2 separate regions of the Callithrix jacchus genome follow, and region 2 is linked to region 1. A link is a contact called in public Hi-C data. All regions are on one chromosome and are shown on one strand. The core of a region is the stretch at or near the end of the contact, and the rest is flanking DNA. Distances in the headings are between cores, read along the strand shown. Region 1 overlaps RUNX1 (RUNX family transcription factor 1). Region 2 has its middle 360 kb from the start of RUNX1.

Region 1 (4,450 bases), core at 706-3,205:
AGCACTTTGGGAGGTCAAGGCAGGTGGATCACCTGAGGTCAGGAGTTCGAGACCAGCCTGGCCAACATGGTGAAACCCCGTCTCTACTAAAAATACAAAATTAGCTGGGTGTGGTGGCACATGCCTGTAATCGCAGCTACTTGGGAGGCTGAGGCAGGAGAATCGCTTGAACCTGGGGGGTGGAGGTTGCAGTGAGCCGATATTGCATCATTGCACTCCAGTCTGGGCAACAGGAGAGAACTCTGTCTCAACAAAACAAACAAACAAAAAACTCACCTACAATGGAATGTGACCATAGAATACCCTGCAGTGTGTTTGGAGTTCTGACTTCTGTTTGCTCTTTTTAACATGACCCTATCTGGAAAACTGACTGCTGCAAGATTTTCTGGGTCTTTCCTTAGGACCTAATAACAATTAAAAATATCTATATATATAAACCTACACATTTTCAGAAGCACATGAGAGCTGATCAAGACCAATGAACCTCCCAAGGAGAGGAGATGACAGACGGTGCTCTGTGGTGTGGCTCTCAGGCTATATTTGATTTATTGCCCACATCTTATTATTTCATTCTCTATCCAAGACTAGCACAGTTTCTTTTGAGAAATCACAGTCTCCATGGAGGGCATTCTAATGCCTAGGAGTAAAAGCTGAATATTGGCAAAGAAAGCAAAGTAGAATTTTTGCAAAACGTTGAAGCTGCATAGTTCTCTTTTTTAAAAAATATGTTTCAAGACTGGACACATTGAGTCTTTGATTTAAAATTAATTTAACATGAACTCATTTGCACAAAGCAGCATCAGTCTTGAAATCAGCAGAGCCATTGAGCAAGCCCAGCTAGCAAATTGAGACTTCTATTTGTGATGACCTTTTCCATTTGGGGGCCCCAAAAATGTCTTGAGGAACTCACTGTTTAAAAAGAAGTCCATCAAAAAATAGGCACTTATGGACCATGGAATGAGAGGGCAGTGTTGCATACGAAATCAACAATTCTCTAAATGAACACTGATCTTGCAGCAAAACAAAATGAAAGCAAAACAGAAAGAAATTTCTGATTTCAAGGGAAAAACTGAATAACAACTTTCTTTCTTTCTTCTTTTTTTTTTTTTCTTAAATGAGGCAATGACTTTCTCAGGGAGAAATATTTGCATCCAGGATGAGGAAATAGACAGGATCAGTAATTACCAAGCAATAATCATCTGTAACTTACAGAAATACAATGTACAAACAAGTGTTTATAGCCTAGATAGAGGGCAATTATCTGGTTATGTGTTTCATATTTCTATCAGAGATTAAAACATCATTAGGGAAATTTATGGAGGGTCATTTGAAAGAAAGTTTCCTTCTTTTGTTGAAAACAGTTATCTTAAAAATTAAAACAAATCTAGGGGGCTGTGTGATGGAGTTTTGAGTATTTAAAAGAGTGAGGAAGATGGGGGGGCCGGAAGCAAATATTTCCGGCTGCTTAAGAAATCTATCAATCTCACGGCAAGGTGTGGTGACTCTGATACAAGCAACATTCACATAGCTACAGGGCTGCCTGGCTTTCTATTGCTCATTCTAATGTGAGGAGAGGCTCAAGTGTGATTTTGGGCTTTGACACTGAAAATAGGTGTGAACTTGAATCCATTTAACCAGTCCCCTGCCCCACCCCATCCCTTCTCCTGTCCATTTTGCTTTCAGTGGGTCAAGAATAAATATTCACCCTTGGCATCCATCTGCAACTTCCAAGAGGGACTGAAGGAAGAACTTACAGTTTCTCTGCATGTGTTTCCAAAGCCCAGCTGGCACAGAAAACAAATGATACAAGATACGGCTGGGAAAGCACAGCCTCTTTGTCGCCAGGTCTGGCAGATTGGCTCTGGGCTCACAAGACATCCACTCCCAGGCACCTTCCCTCTGCTTCCCTCCTCCACTCTCCAGGCTGGAAAGTGACAACCTCATTGTCCTTGGTTCCCTCCAGCCAGAGGCTTGTGACCTAGTTCTGGCCTAAGCAATATGTCAGTGAAAGTTTGCAGAGAAGGGCTTCCCTTCCTGAATCAAAAGACCAGGTCCCCCCAAGGAGAAGGGGTTGAGACTTCCCATGTCCTTCCTGCCTGGACAGATCAGAGGGGCAGGTCATCTCTATCTGGGCTCAGCATGGTAGGACCAAAACATAGGAGTGTCCTGCACCCCACTGTATCTGATTGGACTGCTCACTCCGGAACTCCTGTCCACCACACAGACCAGTGCTCATCCCCTCAAGCCACTGTGGTACATGCATCCAGACACAGTTTTCACAGGTAAACCTGAGCAAGAACTTCACTCTCTTTCTGTCATTACAATAAAATACATCGCTTCAGTCATCTTTTGGATTCAGTATTTATTCCTCCACCTTGGGTCCTTTATGACATCATTACTGCAGGATGAGGGAGGGAGAGAAAGAGACAGATTCAGAGAGTCAAGAGACATGTTTCCCCAACAAGGACTGAATCCTGCGCAAGTGAGAGGAGTATGTCTGAGCTGACCCTCCTAGCATGTTGAAGGTGATATGAGGTTTCAAGCTCCGTTTTGTGTTCAAGAGCCAGCCTGCATTCTCTACTCCCTGACTGTGTTCGTGGTCAGCAAGGATCTCAAAGGAAGTGCTCCCTGACTGTGTTTGTGGTCAGCAAGGATCTCAAAGGAAGTGCTCCCCAACTGCAAGGATCTCAAAGGAAGTGCTCCCTCACTGTGTTCGTGGTCAGCAAGGATCTCAAAGGAAGTGCTCCCCGACTGCAAGGATCTCAAAGGAAGTGCTCCCTCACTGTGTTCGTGGTCAGCAAGGATCTCAAAGGAAGTGCTCCCTGACTTCAAGGATCTCAAAGGAAGTGCTCCCTGACTGCAAGGATCTCAAAGGAAGTGCTCCCTGACTGTGATCGTGGTCAGCAAGGATCTCAAAGGAAGTGCTCCCCAACTGCAAGGATCTCAAAGGAAGTGCTCCCTCACTGTGTTCGTGGTCAGCAAGGATCTCAAAGGAAGTGCTCCCCGACTGCAAGGATCTCAAAGGAAGTGCTCCCTCACTGTGTTCGTGGTCAGCAAGGATCTCAAAGGAAGTGCTCCCTGACTTCAAGGATCTCAAAGGAAGTGCTCCCTGACTGCAAGGATCTCAAAGGAAGTGCTCCCTGACTGTGATCGTGGTCAGCAAGGATCTCAAAGGAAGTGTTCCCCAACTGCAAGGATCTCAAAGGAAGTGCTCCCTCACTGTGTTCGTGGTCAGCAAGGATCTCAAAGGAAGTGCTCCCCGACTGCAAGGATCTCAAAGGAAGTGCTCCCTCACTGTGTTCGTGGTCAGCAAGGATCTCAAAGGAAGTGCTCCCTGACTTCAAGGATCTCAAAGGAAGTGCTCCCTGACTGCAAGGATCTCAAAGGAAGTGCTCCCTGACTGTGTTCGTGGTCAGCAAGGATCTCAAAGGAAGTGCTCCCTTTTTACCACTTCAGGACATCCTAGTTATTAGATTTTTTTGAGGGGGAAAAGGTCAAGAAAGACATACCTCTTTGGTTTGGCTGGAGGCTTAGCAAAAAGGCTAAAGAAGAGGACTAGTGGCACCTGACGGAGAGGAAAAAGGGAGGCCGATAAGAGTGGCAGAAAAAGTGTTTCGTTGTGCATTTTAATGTCTGTTCAGGCACCAGAGAAGCTTCTGACAATTTCTTGAAGAATAGGAATTGGAGAGAACAATTGCAAAAATGAGGAAAAAATGCCTTTCATGCATGAAATGATAGGAAAACTATTTTCTAAGAGAAAATAAAATATTTTTAAGTGGCTTTGTGCTGTTAAGCTAAGATTTGTGATGTGTTTGATGGTACCTCTTCCTGATGCATGGAAAGATTTCCAACAGGAACTCCGTAATTGGACATAAGCTTGTCTAGAATATTATTAGCCCATTTTGCAGAACTCAAATGAGACACAAAGACATCTATTGACTCATCTAGGTCACGAGGAAGTTACCTGAGAAACTGAAAATTTGCTTGCGTTTCCTGTGTGGGCCTCCTTGGTTGCCTCCAACAAGACAAGCCATCGAAGCTGCCTTCATGTCTGGGCTTTGACAAAGTACATGATCACAAATGTCCCCAAGGTGCAGTCAAAATGGAATGTCTCAGAGGCAGCCCCAGAGAACCTGATAGAGTTACACAGGCAAAATGACATTTTCCTTAGGAAGAGCATTGGAGAAAATAAAGCTACACCAGCAGCCTCAATGAAGAGAGACATCTCTGCTGTCATTGTGTGTTCAGACCAAAGACTTAGGTGACATGGTGCCCCAGTTAGCTTCCGTATATAAAAGCAAAACTTGTTAAGTCGAATTTCATAAAGGGCTCTCGTTTTTTTTCCACCCTCTTCACGGGTAGTCACAAGGGAAGGAAGGCTGATCTGCTGTTGAAAAGCCCTTAGGGTGGGGTGAGTTACCCACCGCTGTCCACACCCATGTGGGATCCT
Region 2 (4,450 bases), core at 1,226-3,725, 370 kb after region 1:
CCAATACCACAGAGATACCATCTCATGCCAGTTAGAATGAAAAACAATAAAAAAATCTGGAGACAACAGATGCTGTAGAGGATGTGGAGAAATAGAAATGCTTTTACACTGTTGGTGGCAATGCAAATTAGGGCAACCATTTGTGGAAGACAGTGTGGTGATTCCTCAAGGATCTTAAAAATAGAAACGCCATTTGACCCAGCAATTCCATTACTAGGTGTATACCTAAAGGATTATAAATAATTATATTATAAAGACACGTGCACACATATGTTTATTGTGGCACTGTTCACAATAGCAAAGACTTGGAACCAACTCAAATGCCCATCAAGGATAGACTGGGTAAAGAAAATGTAGCACATATACACCATGGAATACTATGAAGCCATAAAAAAAGATGAGTTCATGTCCTCTGCAGGGACATGGATGAATCTGGAAACCATTATTCTCAGCAAACTGACACAAGAACAGAAAACCTAACACCACATGTTCTCACTCATAAGTGGGTGTTGAACAATGAGAACACATGGACACAGGGAGGGGAGCATCACACACTGGGGTCTGTTTGGGTGTGGTGGGGCTAGGAGATCGATAGCAAGGCATGGAGAGGTTGAAGAGGGATAACATTCGGAGAAATACCTAATGTAGATGACAGGGGGATGGATGCAGCAAACCACCATGGCATGTGTATACCTATGTAACAATCCTGCAAGATCTGCACATGTACCCCAGAACTTAAAGTATAATTTAAAAGGGTGGGAAATTTGAAAAGAAAAACATACTCAGGGAGAATGCCGTTGAATACAAAGACAGAGACAGGGTGATGCATCTAGAATCCAAGAAACACCCAGGTTTGCTGGCAACCCCAAGATGCTGGGGAGAGCCTGGAGCACACACTCCCTCACAGCCTTAGGAGGAACCAACCTGCTAATGCTTTAATATCAGACTTCTGACCTCAATACAATACATTTCCTTTTTTAAGTCTCCCAGTTTGTGGTGTGGCAGCCCCAGGAAACTAATCCAGCATCAAATAAAGTATAGTTTTTCTCCTCGGGCACTTATAGCCTGGAGAGAGCCAGGAGAACTTTGATCAGGGCTGGAGGAGAGCAGGGAGGGAAATCCACCGTGTGGTAGGAGCATGCAGGAGTAGGGGAGGGGGTACCCTGAGGGCCATTTCTGGAAGGTACGGGGGGAAGAAGTGAAGATGAAGAGTGAAGAGGGCCGAACTTAGTTCCATCTTTGTCACTCTCTGGGGGACCTTGGGTAGTCTCCACTTCTTGGAACTACAGTTTCCTAAAGTAGTGGATAAAAGGGTATCTACTTCCAGGAACATTATCACCGTCTGGCCCGTGATATACTGTATCATGTGTGGTATTCACTTTCTGTCCTCCTTGCTGATAATGTCAGCTCCAGGAAGGTAGGACTTTTTAGCTGCTTTGATCACTGATGTATCCTCAGTGAGAAATGACTGCTATGATTTGAGTATCCCCTCCAAAACTCCTGTTGAAACTTAATTCCCAGTGTGGTAGTATTGAGAAGTGGGGCCTTTAAGAGGTCATTGGGTCGTGCAGGCTCTGCGCTCATGAGTGGATTAGTTCATCCATGGATTAACAGATTGATGAGTTAATGGATTAATGGCTATCGTGGGAGTGCAATTGGTAGCTTTCTATGAAGGGGAAGAGGAACCAGAGCAAGTAGGTGAGCGCCCTCGGCTCCGTGGCCATGTGATGCTCTGTGCCACCTCAGGACTCTGTATAGGGTCCCCCTCAGCAAGAAGGCCCTTACCAGAGGTAGCCACTTGACCTTGGATTTCTCAACCTCTATAACTGCAAAAAATAAATTCTTTTTCTTTATAAACCAGTTTCAGGTATTCTGTTATAAGCAACAGAAGATGGACTAAGATCATGACTAAGAGGATCCCTTAAACAGACATCTGCCACTGGAAGAAGTCACAGCCCCCTGGCACCCAGCCTAGGACTTGGCATGTGGTAAATGCTTAGTGAGTGTTTGTTGAGTGAATACATTATTGCCCATAACACCACACAGATTTACAGTCTTCACTGAGAGTTCCATATGTATAGACATGGATTAAATGATTGAGAAAGTGAAAGGGCTTTATCAAGTTCATGCGAATTAGAGGTGGGAACTTAATTCTCTGTCTTGGTAACCAACCTGCACAGTCTTAAAAAGCAGAACACTAGAAACACCTTGGTAGAAATTAAGCACAGAAAGAACTACTAAAGAGGATTTGGGCTGAGGGATCTTGGCCCTAGCAGAATGTGGGGGCAGAATTCTAAGATGGTCCCCCAGATATCCTCTCTTGGTATATACAAGTCCTATAAAATCCCTTCCTCCAAGTATCAGTGGAACCTGCGAATATGATGAGGTATCAGTCCTGGAGTTATACTATGTTATATACAAAAGGCAGATTATTTGGGATGAGCCTAATTCATCAGATGAGGTCTTTAAGAGTGTTTATTCCAACTGGTTGCAGAGAAGAAAATCAGAGAGATGTGCTCTTGTTGGCCTAAGAGAAGGAACTACCATATGGTGAACCGCCTACAGGGGCCATGTGGCAGGGAACTGCAGGCAGCCTCCAGAAGCCAAGAGCCTTCTTGGGCCAACATCTAGCAAGGAAATAAGGACCTCTGCCATTCAAACACAAAGAAATGAAGTCCACCAGCAAACAGTGAACTTGGAAAAGGGTCCTGCACCTTGGATGAGAACCGTAGCACCTTCCTCCAGATGAGAACTGTACAGTAGTGTGTTCAACACCTTAACTGCGGTCTGTGAAACCAAGAGCAGAAAGCCCTGCCACACCCAGCCTGGACTTTGTACCTACAGCAACTGTGAGCTCATTAATACAGGTTGTTTGCAGCCACTAAGTTTAGGTCGTTTTTCATGAGGCAATAGAGAATCAATGCATATAGTGAGCTGGCTGAGTTCACTTCTTAACGGTTAAAAAGATGAACCAGGCCAGGCACGGTGGCTGAAGCCTGTAATCCCAGCACTTTGGGAGGCCGAGGCCAGTGGATCACGAGGTCAAGAGATCGAGACCATCCTGGTCAATATGGTGAAACCCCGTCTCTATTACAAATACAAAAAAATTAGCTGGGCATGGTGGCGCGTGCCTGTAATCCCAGCTACTCGAGAGGCTGAGTCAGAAGAATTGCCTGAACCCAGGAGGTGGAGGTTGCGGTGAGCCAAGATCGCGCCATTGCACTCCAGCCTGGGTAACAAGAGCAAAACTCTGTCTCAAAAAAAAAAAAAAAAAAAAGATGAACCAATAAAGGTTACCAAGGAATGTTAGGGGTAAGAGGAGCTTTTGTTTAATGGATACAGAGTTTCTACCGGCATCAATGAAAAAGTTTTGGGTATAGATAGTGATGATGGGTACACAGCACTGTCAATATACTTTAATGACACTGGGTTGTAAACTTATGAATAGTTAAAATGATAAATAGTATTCTATATATGTATTATCACTTTTTTTAAAGGGGGAAAGATGAATAAATAAAATAAAAAGAATATTAGATCATTCTTTTTCTTTGATTACAGCCAAGGATATTCTTCTCAGATCCCTAAACTCAGTCCTATTCAAAATTAATTCCAATTGACTCAAAATATCCTTCAACTGAAAAATAAATTTTATTTTTAAAATATTAAAAATAAGTTCTCTATCAAATACATGTTGAGTCTTGTTGACACATGTAGTAGGGGCATTAGAAAAATCAATATAAATTGGTAAGAGAGAAAAATAGGTTGAATCCTATGAATCATCTTGAGCTTTGACAGACAGGAAGAGAAAAGACAGAGTTACATGCCCTGGAAAGATGAGAATGGGCCGGGTCAGAAAAGCAGCACTCATAAGGCAAGATGGAAAACCTTCAGCATTTTACCTAAGCCCTGTGACTGCTCAGGGCAGACATAAGCAGGACAAAGAGTCCACAAAGGTAGGTGGAGGGCAGGACCCAGATAGGAGGCAGAGAACACCAGCCAAACTACGGGAGAGGAGAGGGGAGAGCCCAACAATGACCAGGAAGCTTTTTGTCTGGGGCCATGAACCTGGGACCCTACCCAGCAGTAACGGCTCAGTTGACCTGTCAGGGAGGAAGGCCCTGGGAATGATGACAACATGACGCCAAGGAGAGCTCGGACGCTTGGGACTGAGGCATAAGGATCTTCTCAATGACACCTTTTTAGAGAAGGATGATTTTTAAGAGTTTGACTTTAGAATTGGGTTCCCTAGGCATTGATTGCTGGGCATGGAGAAACGTGACCATCTCAGCACAGGTCTATGGTCTAATTACAATCAGAACTGAGCTCTCCCAGAAGGTAGACTTCATGGCTGTGGATTGTGGTCTCATCAATGCGTTCTCAGCAATTCCAGCTGGAGCTTGTTTAGTTTCCTGATCTCCCATCCACACAATACCCATGCCCATAAATAACC

Evidence for each region. A called contact is a pair of places that touch in the nucleus more often than the background predicts.
Region 2: a contact with region 1 is called in a Hi-C map of induced pluripotent stem cells, with 4 times the contacts expected there. The contact joins two enhancer-like sites. A contact is called at or near these places in 2 of 3 Hi-C or Micro-C datasets (induced pluripotent stem cells and skeletal muscle).

The regions. Positions count from the first base shown.
Region 1 is chr21:41,082,871-41,087,320 of calJac240_pri, forward strand. All of the region lies in intron 2 of RUNX1 (RUNX family transcription factor 1), which reads right to left. Among named protein-coding and RNA genes, the nearest start is that of RUNX1, 7.3 kb to the right of the region's middle. Within about 2 kb of position 1,956, at least 2 of the 16 cell types and tissues checked have an H3K27ac peak or open chromatin away from gene starts, as enhancers often do.
Region 2 is chr21:41,448,851-41,453,300 of calJac240_pri, forward strand. No RefSeq gene overlaps it. Among named protein-coding and RNA genes, the nearest start is that of RUNX1, 360 kb to the left of the region's middle. Within about 2 kb of position 2,476, at least 2 of the 16 cell types and tissues checked have an H3K27ac peak or open chromatin away from gene starts, as enhancers often do.